Regions from separate parts of the Capsicum annuum genome. Here region 2 is linked to region 1. Evidence: chromatin contacts called from public Hi-C data. All regions are on one chromosome and are shown on one strand. The core of a region is the stretch at or near the end of the contact, and the rest is flanking DNA. Distances in the headings are between cores, read along the strand shown.

Evidence for each region. A called contact is a pair of places that touch in the nucleus more often than the background predicts.
Region 2: a Hi-C map of leaf shows a contact between it and region 1, with 2.5 times the contacts expected there. The contact joins the promoter of LOC107858777 here to the enhancer-like site in region 1. A contact is called at or near these places in 2 of 5 Hi-C or Micro-C datasets (both in leaf).

The regions. Positions count from the first base shown.
Region 1 is chr2:96,957,495-96,964,103 of UCD10Xv1.1, forward strand. It overlaps LOC107858781 (NAP1-related protein 2), which reads left to right. Exons shown (of 10, transcript XM_016703567.2): 10 at 191-434. The coding sequence ends at 232. Among protein-coding and RNA genes, the nearest start is that of LOC107858781, 22 kb to the left of the region's middle. Within about 2 kb of position 2,862, at least 2 of the 5 cell types and tissues checked have an H3K27ac peak or open chromatin away from gene starts, as enhancers often do. A contact at or near this core is called in leaf, where this site is marked.
Region 2 is chr2:97,214,652-97,221,260 of UCD10Xv1.1, forward strand. LOC107858777 reads left to right here and starts at 2,313. Exons shown (of 2, transcript XM_016703564.2): 1 at 2,313-2,961; 2 at 4,012-4,448. The coding sequence starts at 2,890. The coding sequence ends at 4,338.

The DNA.
Region 1 (6,609 bases), core at 1,612-4,111:
TACCGCTAATATGTCCGAACCTTTTCTTAATGGCTCTGTGTTATATTTATATATGGGATTAATAATATTCACTTAAATGCTTATCTCATCCTTTTAGTTGTTATTATATACGCGCTGTCAGTTAAAGTTTGGTTGTTATAACATCTTATATGATGGGATTTTGAACTAATCTGTTATTCTTATTGATCAGGGAAGCGACGATGTTGATGAGGAAGATGAGGATGACGGTTGAACTTGCTCTTAGCTCTTTAATCTACCCCTTCTTCAAAACTTTGCTTAGTTTGGTGTCATATATAATTCAGTTGTGGCATATTCAGCCTTGTAGGTAGCTTTGACATCGGATAAGACAGTTAAAAAACCTATTATGTAGCTATCCAACTGCTGGTGGATTTACCTGGGATGCATATAGTCGTAGATGCACCAAAACTTTTCAATCCCTGCCTCATTTGATTGGCAAGTTCTTTAGTAATCTGGTTAAAGGATACCATGGTGCTCCACAATGTGATAGGTCTAGATCAGTATAGGAGCTTTTAAATTACTCATTATATAAAGTCGTGCATGGCTTCGGACTCTTAGGTTAAAATCTGCTCTTTGATCGGGGAGGAATTTGGCCTTATTCTCAGGCCTGGTGTCTCGGTTGGTTGATTGCTATACCTGCAGGCTTGTTTCCTTCTTTTTTGAGAATGATTGCCCTGTCGTTGTTTGTGCCCCGGGAAGCAAGGTCTTAATTTGCCTTTTCTCATTCCCTCCCAAAATTACAAATTCACAAACACTATGTCAGCAGTACATTAGCGATCAAGTGCAAATCCTTTTGGTCTGTCAGGTTAAAGCTCGCTGTTTAATCAGTGATTCATAGGGCCACCAAATTCAGGAATTTTACCTTATTTGCAAAGCTGGTGTCTCGGTTGCTTTCTAACTCCCACAGGCACATCTTGGATAAAAATCTCTTTGAGGGTTTTCTTTAGATAATGTAGTAGTATTTAACCAACTTGGTTTTGGCACGACTGTTGAAGATCACTCCAAAATTCACTCATCAGAAGAAAAATTGCATTCGAAAGCTCATCCTGATGCTTGATAACACCCGGCCAGGCCAAAACTAGAACTTCTCCAACTTATTATGGGACGTGCGACTACACAATCAAGAGGTTTAAAATTGTGTCCAACAATGATATGGTTCGTTGAATACGATGCTTCATTGAGTACGAGAATGTTACTTATTTTTCTTTGGTTTTATTCACTTTCAACCTGTTGTGACATTCCCGCTACGTTTAATATTTGCCAACACATCTAGGTTTTCACGGACCTCTAAAAACTCCAAACACGTAAAATTGGTCTCTCATAATTATGTGAACCCAAACGGACCATCTTGTGGCTGCAATTTCTGGGGAGATTGAGAACCAAATATTTGCTGTTGAAATGGGGCATACCTATGTCTATGAATGTGCTTTCTGCTCTTTAGTCCTGATACTAATCACTTATTTTTTTGAGTGTTCTTACACTCAAAACACTATGGGGCTATAGGAGAGGATCCCGGACTGGGAGGCTGAATGGCGATGGGTCAAATAACATACCAAGGGAAAACACACAAAAAGGTGTCATCTTGAAGGCTAGCCTTGCAGCTGTGATCCACTCTATATGGACTTGGGGAAGTAAGAGAATTTTTCAGAATGAAGCTACTTCCAGTACCATCCTGCTTCATCACATCAGGCTGAGTCTGTGCATAAGGATCAGAGGAAATAGGAGATACCGCATAAGGAAGTTATAAAGTTGAAACCTTGATAGTTATTACGTGGTAGTTAGTTGTGTATTACTACAAGGACTAGAGGGTAGACACTGAAGAGGGTGGATAGGTTTGTCCACCTTAGTTTTGTTATGTTCTCACTTTGTTAATTAATAAAGTGCTTTCAATTGCCAAAACAAAAAATAAAAAATTAATCCATATTGACTAAAGAAATCTGCGGGTTGTTTTGCATTTGAGTACTTCGAAAAAGAATTGTAAGTGAATTTACTTTTAAATATATATAGTTCTAAATGGGCTATGCCAATTTTAGACATATTCATCTGAGGTTTGTTTGTCGGACTCAATGTTCAAACATCAGATATATAGGTTTGAAGTTTGGGACCGACAAGCTAAACTTCAGACAAAATATTTGAAATTTGCTTGCACAAGACATGTATCGAACTTTAAACATCTGTTTGAAGTTAAGACTTTGATAAAATCAAATTTAGATCAATACTTTTTTAAGTTTGTCAATTCAAATTCAATTTTTCTAACTAAAGTCCCGCAAGTCTAAAGTTGATTTTTAAGTGACTAAACTAAAAATTTGTAAATGTTGATTATACCTTAAATATCAGTCTTCCAAGTGATTGTATGTGCAAGCACTTGCCATTAGTTGCCAATGTGCATGATCTCTAATACGTGTGAAGTTGGTTTTGTACTATGCTCGACTGAATTAAGCTCAAATCGACAGATAGCTATAAAATCTCATGGTTTGGACATAATTGTTACTATTAGAATTTGCACGAGATATTCGATTTTACATGTATTTAAAACTTAGTCAACTTTTAAAAAATATCCAAAATTTAGTGCATAAAGGACAAAATATCATTGGATGAACTGTTATAATTTAATGCATTTCAGAACTACCCAAAGGCATCACGTCGTAGAGAAGAATCCATCAATTTTTTCCTTTGTCATCCATTTTTCACTTCCAAATTTCTCCAACAATATGAGTATTTTCAACCAGTCTCATCCTTTTTCTAGTACTTTGCACTAAAATTAACTTTATTATACTAGGTTGAAGTCAATTTTTTCTGACCAATTCTCAACCTTAGATCTTTGGGCCAAAATTTCCCACTCCATATTCGAAGATCTGAAGTTTAAATTGACATTTAAATGTCAAATCTACGGTCTGAACTTAGACTTTATCAAATTTCAGTTTTAAACTCGAATCAGTGGAATTGAATTTCTGAGTGGCTAAAATTTAAATATTTCGTAAATTTTGACTATATTGTAAATAGTGGTCTTCAAACCAATGTCTGTTCTCTTCCCCATCATGACTTTCAACAAGCCCCAAGTTAATTGGCAAGGTGAGGTAACAAGAATACGTGTTTATTTATCTTCCAAATATAATTTTTTGCTTGTATGTGTAAGTTTAAATCTCAGTTATGTAACGTTTGTCACAATATTTTGACTTCATATGTATCTTTGTGGCTTACTTGTAATGCCACTCACTAAATACGCGAGAGATAAAAAAGATAGGAAAAATTACAGAAACTAGCATCCTTAAGACTATAATTACAATAAATAGCAATACTTTTTTAAAATTACAACTTATAGCAAAATAGCAATATTTTACTCACTTCATAGTAATAGAAGAATATGTATTTTTCAGTTGTGCATATGTATTTATGAGTAATACATATATATTTGTATATATATTTATATAGTAACATTTTACTTAAATACAAATACAATTTGCTATTTTTTATAATTATGAAACTGTTGCTATAAAAGTTATAATTAAGGCTACAAAGTTGTTATTTCTGAAATTTTCCCAAAAAATATTAGAGCTGATTGACTATCCAATTAAACTGAAGTGGTAGGCTGGTAGCATTGATTATAGAACTAATTAAAGCAAATCCATCTCTAATCTTTAGGTTAAGGGTCGTAGTTATGTTGGATAAGTTAGAAACCACCATTTTCTTTGTGAGAAGGAAAAAAGTTAAGGTTTATACACTCATGGGCGGAGCCACCTTTAGCGAAGGGTGGTCACATTCTTCGCCGGAAAATTATGTGGTGAATAGAGGTTAAATATTAACCTTTATGAGTGTATATTTAATTTGGCACACTCTTAACGTAGTTGAAAATAAAATATACACGTCCTTCATTAAATTTCTGGCTCCGCCACTGTATACACTGATGATATAAAAAATACCTATATATAAAAAGAGAAGCAAAAATAATACGTGTCATCATCATAAAAAACTAGAATTTTCTTTAAAAATTAAACTTAAAATATAACTTCAAAAAGAATAAAACTTCCCCACACAAAAACGGTTTAACACACTACACCTTAAAAATTAGAATTAAAATAAAATTTTCAATTACCACTATATTAATTAAAAAAAATGAAAAATTTTAAAAAATAAAATTTCCCAACATGCAGGATTAACAATATTTTGCTAAATTTCTAAACTAATTACAATTTTAAAAATATAATGAGAAAAAAGTCTACACAGCTATATATTTTTTTGAAAATGTAAAACAGTCATTTTTTGAAAAAAAATAAAAAATAATATAGCAAGAAAATAATATTAAAATTAAAATACATTAAATTTTACAATTCTCTGTCTTTTTTAGGTTTATCATTATCCCAAGTAAATCAAATTTACAATTTGAATTTTAAACTAACCCACTATCTATCTTGACAACTTTTATATATATCAATAGCCTAATTAAACCTATTCGCAGAAGTCTAAACAAACTAGAAAACTTCATCTATTGAATCAAACTACAATAAATTCATCTTTTGACGTATTTTTTTGATTTATGTTCAGTTTAATACTTTTCTTTTGTTGAACTTTGAAAAGTTAAAGAAGCAGGTAATGTTGATGAAAGTACATCAAAATGCAATGAAGTTTGTTCTATTAAAGTTTGTTCACCAATAAATTTTCTAGGTTTCATGTTACTCCTTAAAATAAACTATAGTGCTAAATTTTCTCTTTCAATATACTCCAATGTTGTTATATATCTATCTAAATTTTATTTATTTAACTTAATCCATATCTATCTGAATTTGTAGTAAATATGTTAATTTAAAGTTGTTGTTCTGAAAATTCTTTTATATATATATGATTACATGGAGTATTTGTCATCAATGAACATAAAAAAAGATGGATGATACGTAACATGTAAATATATTATAATCTTACACACGAAAAAAACTGACAATATCATTTGTTTTGAATTCAAATTTTGAAAATAGCAGTAAAAAAATTCGTTTAATTGGATATTTTAATTTTTGAAATTTTTAACAAAAGCAAATTTATTCACTTTCTTTTTTTTCTTTTCAAAAAAATAAAGAGTATTTAAAATTGAAAGTTGATAACAATAAAACATATTTTGAAAGATAAAGTGAATGCTAGAAATTATTAATTGAGAGTTGATAAAAGTACAAGGTATTTTGAAAGATAGTGTGGTTACAAGTGATTACATTACTCAAATTTATCCTCATTAAATTGATTTGATAATAATGATAATAGGATTGATATGTTATTTCTTAAAATATATTTAATTATTAAATCAATTACAAGAATTTTTGATGGCCTATACATTAGCAATTTGAATGGAGATCTCCTTGAGAATACAATTTTTTTAACGTATTTCTCTTTCTCTTACTCTTATCAGGTAAACATATTCACAACATGTTTCTTTCTCTTCCTCTAATTTCTTTCGTGCCCTAAACAAAATAATATTGTTGAATAAAAATATTTCTATTGGATCTTAAAAATCATAACATGATACTGAATTTTTTAAATTTTTTGTATTATTTATCAGCACTCGATTCGCTATTCTTTAAAAGATTACTTTGTAATTTTTAGGGTTTCAGATAATGAAATAAATTTGTCGTAATTCTTTGGTGGAGTGTGTTGGCGATTAAGATTAGGAATCAACCGAAATGGTGATTGAGAAATATGATGAAGAGTTACCATTGATAACTCTAAAAATTTGTGATTAGAAGCGTTCGTATGTGTTCTCATTTATTCGGACAGAATTAGACAATTTAAAGCCCAAGTTAGAGACATTTCTTATTTCTTCATAATTGACCATGTAAAAAATGAGTACTTTCCTTCTTTACTTAGTATTAATCTTGATGACAAAAGTAGTTGTTCAGTTAGAAATTGAATGTCTGAAGTAGATTGTGCAACAGTTAGAGGGATTTATCAAAATATTTTGGTAGGGAAAAAATTGCAAGTAAATGTGTGGTGAATACCATCATTAGATGAGCAGTGTAATTTTTGTATGAAAGAGATGTCATTTAACAGTCCTTACCATAAGGTGGTTCCAATAATGCGAATGTGTTAATATAAAAGATGAGGGAAAGATAATATGAAGCATTATGATAAAGTTTCTTAATTTATTTTTAGATTGATTTTTGAATACCATAGCTGAGAAACATAGACCTTTTTTGAGGAACAAAATGCTTCTCCGTGAGAATATTAACCTTTGTGTGCTTCCTTTTTCTGAAAGAATTGAAGATGGGTAGGTTGGTTTGAAGGAAGGAGGATATAGTAATATGTGCTGAAATCGAGATCCTTGCAGATACATCAAGCTTGACACAATATTGAGAAGTTAAAATACAAATTTGAGCTGAAAATATGAAAGTATAAAGACACATTTACATATTTTCGATTTACCATATAAAAGTCATATTACAAAAGATCAGTTCACTACTATCTTAATTTAATATTAAAATAATATAAGAATGAAAATCACAATCTAAAATATCATTTAAATTCACAAGTAGATGTTTCAATAATTAAAATTAAACTCTAAATTTTTTGTTGAAAAAACAATGATTTGAAATTTTGAAATTGTTCAATAAA
Region 2 (6,609 bases), core at 1,063-3,562, 260 kb after region 1:
ATGCAGCATAACAAGAATACTGCACCGGCCAAGTAAAGCCCTATCCTACCTACTGAAAAAGTCACTAGCCTTCTATCCTAATACGCGTCCTCCAGATTTTCCTGTCTAGGGTCATGTCCTCAGTAAGCTGTATCTGCTCCATGTTCCGCCTAATCACCTCTCTCCAGTATTTCTTCGGCCTACCCCTGCCCCGCATGAAACCATCCAAAGCAAGCCTCTCACACCTATTGAGGCTCCATGAAGAGAGTACAAGATAAATATGTAGGCAATGCAATTTTATCAGAACCAATTCAAGCAAGGAGAAGGGCAGAAGACTACAAATTTCTCTAATCAGAAGCATATACCAAACAAAATTTACAAATCGAAATATAATTTCAACTAGAAGCCCAATAAATACAAACTCAACGAAGTCATTCCCAAAAAACTAGCGAGAGATCTCCCCATGCATTGAATGACGGTACCAAGTCGTAAAAAAAGAACAAAAATAAAGGAGCAAAAAAGGTGTGTATATGGATTTTTTTAAAAAAATATAAGTAAAACTAGAAAAGCAGAAAAAGAAAAAAAATCGGAAAAACAAGAATGATGTATTATAAGTTATTATTCTGATAATTGATATAGATAAAAAGAAAGCAAACAATTGTCCTATATCAGTTACATTTAAAAAAGGTGTTTAAAAAAAAGAATAATATGATTTAAAAAAAATTAGAAAGGGTGGAGTGGGGGTGGGGGTGGGGGGAGAGCAAGACAACGAAAAGGAGGAATTAAAAGAGAAGTAAGCAATCATCTAAAAAGCTACCATAATAGAAAGAGTAATTAGTTGGGGAAAGGATGAGAAATGGCCTGTCGGCCAAAGTATTTCCACAAAAATAGCCCGTGAATTCATATTATCATATACTAGTCAGCAAAATGGCTTCTAAATGTGGTATTTCTCTTTCTTCTTTTTTTTTTTTTTTTTTTTTGCTTGTTTTTCACTATTTTTTTTCTTTTTCTTTTAATGTGGTTAATTTTATTTTATTTTTTTGAAAAAAGTCACTTTGTCCATCCATTTATTTTTTCAAATGTGATCACTAATATAAAAATATGAAATACAAGTCCTCCCATAATTGTTCTATCTTTTTTCATATGAGTTAACACTATAACGGCACTTTGACTTATTTTTTTCTCAGCCATCTCTCTCTTTTTAATCAAAAAAATTAAGGAATGTTTGGACAGTAAGGGTACAGAGTTTAATAAATTTTGTATATACTTGCACAAATTTTCACAAAATTTTAGGTGAAGTTAACAAATTCACGAATAACGAATTACTGTATATGCTTGCACAAATTTTCTCTGTAAAAAGTATATTTATGTGGTATATATACTGTATGTAGGCTAGGCTCTATATAGATAACTCGACTACATTCCAACCTCACCCAAATTCGCTTATTCCCTAGCTTTCTGATTTCATCAAAATTCAAAAATCGGAATAGCTTGTGAATTCCTTGAAAATCATGCTTAAAATCAAGTGTTATCAACTACAAGTGGCCTGAATTCTCATGTAACTTGAGATATGTAGGAAACCTGATACCGAGGTCAGGCCATAACTCCATGAAACTCGTGCGAAAATCAAACTCTTTCATAAATGAATTTGTGGTCGGACAAAAATTAGGAATGTCAAACTCCCTTTGCCTAGAATTACTTGTATCCACCCTACTCAAAGGAAGGAGGCAGTTGTTGACACCTAATTTTTACCCTCCACGACTAAGTTCAATTTCAAGTTTCTTCGATTCTTAATAAAATGACAATATTTATTCTATCAAAATAAAAACTTTCCAAAGTATTTATCTAGGTAATTTTAGTCTTTTTTTTTTAGTCATTGTAAGTAACTATTATATGTTTTTGTAGTTGCATATACGAGATCATATAATTTTACGAAAAAAAATAAATTTTAATCAAGAGTTATTCAGAATATGAATTAAAATGGATAAAATCTTGATTTAAAATAATTTATTTAAAAAAAATATTCGTTTGCTTTTATCGAATCAAGAAGCTCAGAATTGAATTAGTAAGTAATTCATTTCAAATTTTTGACTCAATTTAAATTGACCATAATTGAAATTGATTTGATCATAATTGCAATGCAATTAGCTCATTAATTTATCAATTTGATTGAAATTTAAATTTATTGACTGAGGGTGTGAAATATTAGTTATTCAATAGATAATTTGATCCTACCATTTGACTATATTTTAAATGACCCAAGAATTGACCAAAAAATAACCTATTCTGTTTTTAGAGAATGGGCCACAACAAGAGACGCAAGTCCCTGCAGCAACACAAAACAACAACAAACAGGTCCAAAATTCTGACCAACCCGGCCCATTTCATTATCTTCAACGACAACAAGACAACTGATGTCAAAACAGCACAACGCAATTCAACATACCAGCAACAACAAAAACTTCAGCCAACATCCAATAACATCAACAACGGCAAAATCCCAACGATGAACAACTCCAATTCTAACCAGTCAAAACGCAAAACAGTAACAACCAACGGCTACAACTTGACCCGACCCGGCGCGAACACCAAAAATTCAAAAAACAATGACCCTCAAATCACGAAAATCATCTCTCTTCACCTTATCTCTGCAATTTTGCAGGCCTAGGAGCCATCTTTGTTGACCTTTGCTTAAGATTGAGTGTTTCCAATTCCAAAATCCAATCCAAATCAGGAAGGTGAGTCCAAATCCGAGTTTTAGGGGATGTGTTCCTCCATTTTTTGAAGATAAAAAATCAGTATCTCCTCCTATAAATAGAGGAGATTGAGAAGGAGGAGGAGGGGATTTTTGGGGGGAAATTTGGGAATTTGTAGGTTTGATTTCTGGAAAACACTTTGAATTTCGACAAAATGTTGTTTAAACTCCGGTGTGGTGGGATATCCAATTTGGCTCGTGGTTTCCGGTTCGCTGCCCGGAAGAAGGTAAACACATTTTTCACCCTTAAATTTCCTCGTTGTTTCTTCTTAGCTTTTGAAAGTCATAGGTCTTTGTGTTTGATATCTGCTTCATCCTTAAATAGGTTAGGTAATGTTGGTTTTGTGGAACAAGTTGAATTGTTGAGAACTCTGTTTTGCTTGCTCAATTCGGAACAAAGGATTTCGATATTGGCTGGCAGATATATCCTGAAATAATTTGATTTGTCCTTGAAATTGGTTGTTGCTGCGACCAATCGCGATGTAAGGTGTTGAGTTTGGAAATTAAGTCTCTGTCTCGTATGAATGTTCCTACCCTTCTCATGCTTGATTTAGATTCTACTAAAATTAATCTTTCGATTTGCGTGTTTGAATTTCTGACTTACTGTGACTTGTTTAACTGGTCTAGGGGATGAAACCTTTGTTTCACTTCTGTAAGACTTAGAAAATCTGGAGTGTGAGCTCCTTCGAGTTCTTTTTTGGCTAAGCATGCTTTTCGTCGTTTTGGCTGCACCATTCTGTTTAACAAATGTTTAGTGAAGTGTGCAGATTTGTGTGATTCTTCCCTATTTTCATGCCCCCCTTTCTCTGTAGTTTCTATCGGAGTAGACTATCCAAACGTTATGTGGTTTTCTTAAAGCTCCGTCCATCAGTAATGACCCCATAATTCGGATAAAAATGTCTTGAGATTTGTTTATGTTTGCAATTAATCCCTTCTCTCGTTCTAACACGCCAAGAATCTAGTTGTGTTTCTATTTACCCATTAATGACCCACAATGTTTTCATTGACCTGCTAAAGTGAAGTGTTTTATACTACCCACTGATTTATTTATTTTGCTACAGTTTTGTGCTAAGACATCAAACCTATGTTATTGTTTTTGGTTAGGATTCCCATTGAATAAGATACTAGATAAGTAAGACATCTTAGTTTGCTGAAAATTAGTAGCTTATTTTAGTTTGATATGCAAACTTTTTCCCACTTGAGTTTATTCCAACAGAAATATATCCTAATCCTTATTTTTTTTTCATATGCATGAACTCCTCCGTTGAGTCCCTCAGACTCCCTCTCTCGCATTCCGTTGGGTTAAACCTGATTTGCATCGAGTCAAAAGCTCAGATCCTAGTCCCAAAGGGACTGTTTTGTGCTGGTATACAGAAGATATACACCATTATACAGGTTTGGATAAGGGGAAATGGAAAAGGAAACTGATTATATGGTTGGAAGGCCAAAATCTGTATATATTTGACCAGTATACGGTATTATATTCGCTGTATATACACAAAAGGGCAGCAGCAGGAAAACTGATATACAGTCAGTATACAGCTGGGTATACATTGCAGAAATGGACCAAAAGTCCAAGAAGAATAGGCCCAAAATTTGGCTAGATTTGAAAGGGCCCAATCTTTAACTTCTTTTTCTCTTTAGTTTCCATTTTAACTTGTTTATTTGTACTTATGTGAACACACTAACTAATTAATTTAGATAAATTTCCCAAGTCGTTACCATTTTATTCTATCATGTATTTTAGTCGATTCGTGATTTTCTCACCTAATTTATCTCGTCTAAATGAATTACGTGATTCTTTCGATTTTTCTTCCTAAATCTAATCTTAAAAAAAATTGCTAAGCACTTTATTTTGAAATTGGCATTTGTTTTATTCATGTGACTAATAGTTTGTCTGGGTTAAAATAATTTCCTTCAAACCATAGAAATTATTTTCTCGTAAATTTTAACTTTTTCACAATTGATAAGATAGTTTTAACTTGATATTTTCTTAACATTTTTTCAAAGGTGTTATTTAGAACAAATTGATCTTTTATAATTAAATATATATATATATATATATCAATTACGTAATTTTATTTTTTTTTAAGAAACACAAACTTATTTTCTTCTTAAATTCAAATGTGCAACCTAATTTGGATATGTTTCTCTTTGTGTCAAGTAGAATATTCTACCATTTTCCTAGAAATAATTATGAATTAAATAAAATATTTTTTAAAGTAGAATACTTTGTAATATTCTCAAAAATAATATTATATTATGCGGAATATTTCATAATTTTTTTTCCAACTCCAGTAGACTACTTCTTTTTTGAATAAACAAATGTCAATTTTAAACGTGTAAGTAAAAGCAATCGTTTTTGCAAAATTAGCCACCTTTCGTAAGTTAGTCAAAGATGATATTTTGGTGAATCGTTTTAAGACAGACGCTCCTAAGTGTCGTAAAAGCCTTCTTAGGGCGTTAATTGAATTCTTACTCAGTTTCTCTAAATTCAAAGATTTATTTCTGTTTTTGAATCTTGAAATTTATTTGAAGTTTTGTTGATATTTTCTATAAAAATCAAGTGGCGACTCTGTAATTTTGTAAAAATTATTTCGAAAGATTTTCTTGAATTTTTGAAATAATTTAAAAAGGTCAAAACCATTTCCTTTAAAATGAAATCCGAAAAGGGATAAAACAAATACATATGTATGTTTTGTACTGTAAATACACATTCAGATCTGTATGGCTATGTATTTTGTATATTTTTTAAATATGTGTATATGATATACATATTTGTCTTTTCAAAATAAAAGTTAGAGATAGAAGAAGAAAAAAATAAAAAAAAGAAAAAGAAAAAAACGAAAAGAGAAGTGAAAAAAAGGAAGAAAGAGAAATAGAAGAGTAAAAATAAAAGAAAAAAATAAAATAGAACAAAGAAGAAAACGAAAATAGAAAAAGAAAAAAAAGATATGAGAAAGGAAAAAAAAGAAATAGGAGAGAGAAAAAAAAGTGGAAAGAAAAAAAAAAGAAAATGAAAAAGAAATCAAAATAAAATGATAAAAAAATAAGATGGAAAAAAACAAACAAGAAAAAATGGTAGAGATATAAGAAAGTGAAAGACGGTAATGATGTTTTATTTTGAAATCTCGAATACATGGAGATAATTATCTTCAAATATGGAAAAGGTAAAAAAAGAAAACAAAAAACAAAAAAAGAAAAAAAAAAGAAAAAAGGAAAAAAATGAGAAGTAATAGAAAAATATAAAGTAGTGAGAGTAAAACATGCACTTGCCTAGTTAATGAGTAAAATAATGTTACTCCTGCTATAAACTATAATTTTACAAAAACATTATTATTTATTGTAATTATAGTTTTAAGTATGCTACTTTCTGTAATTTTTTCTTTTCAAAACCACTTTTCAGTATCTCTATGCTTAGCAAATCACTCCAAATGCTTCCTCTATCCATTGGCTTCAAGTTAATGCATCAAATCACGTACAATTTCACCAAAATCAAGCTCTGAAATACTGATCATGTCAATTAGCAATGCAAATACGATTTTAGCTTAAACACAATACAATTTATGACTTTTAGCTCATAGAACAGGTCCAAATAAGGGCTATTGGCACTTGGACGTATAAATACGCCCAAGATCAACAGAGTAAATAATGAGACATTGGAAAAAATGAATACATATTCCTTATCATTGTTCATATTATTTAAAAATCTCAATGAATTTAAGCGTAGGATTGAAAGCAGGCTCGATAGGATAGTTCTCTATATGATCGCTTAATAATATGAGACTTCCTTCGTGGTGCTTGTGTGCTAAAGAGTGAAGGGAGGGAGGATACTTTCACTAGATTCAGAATTCTACAATATATTGACACTAAAA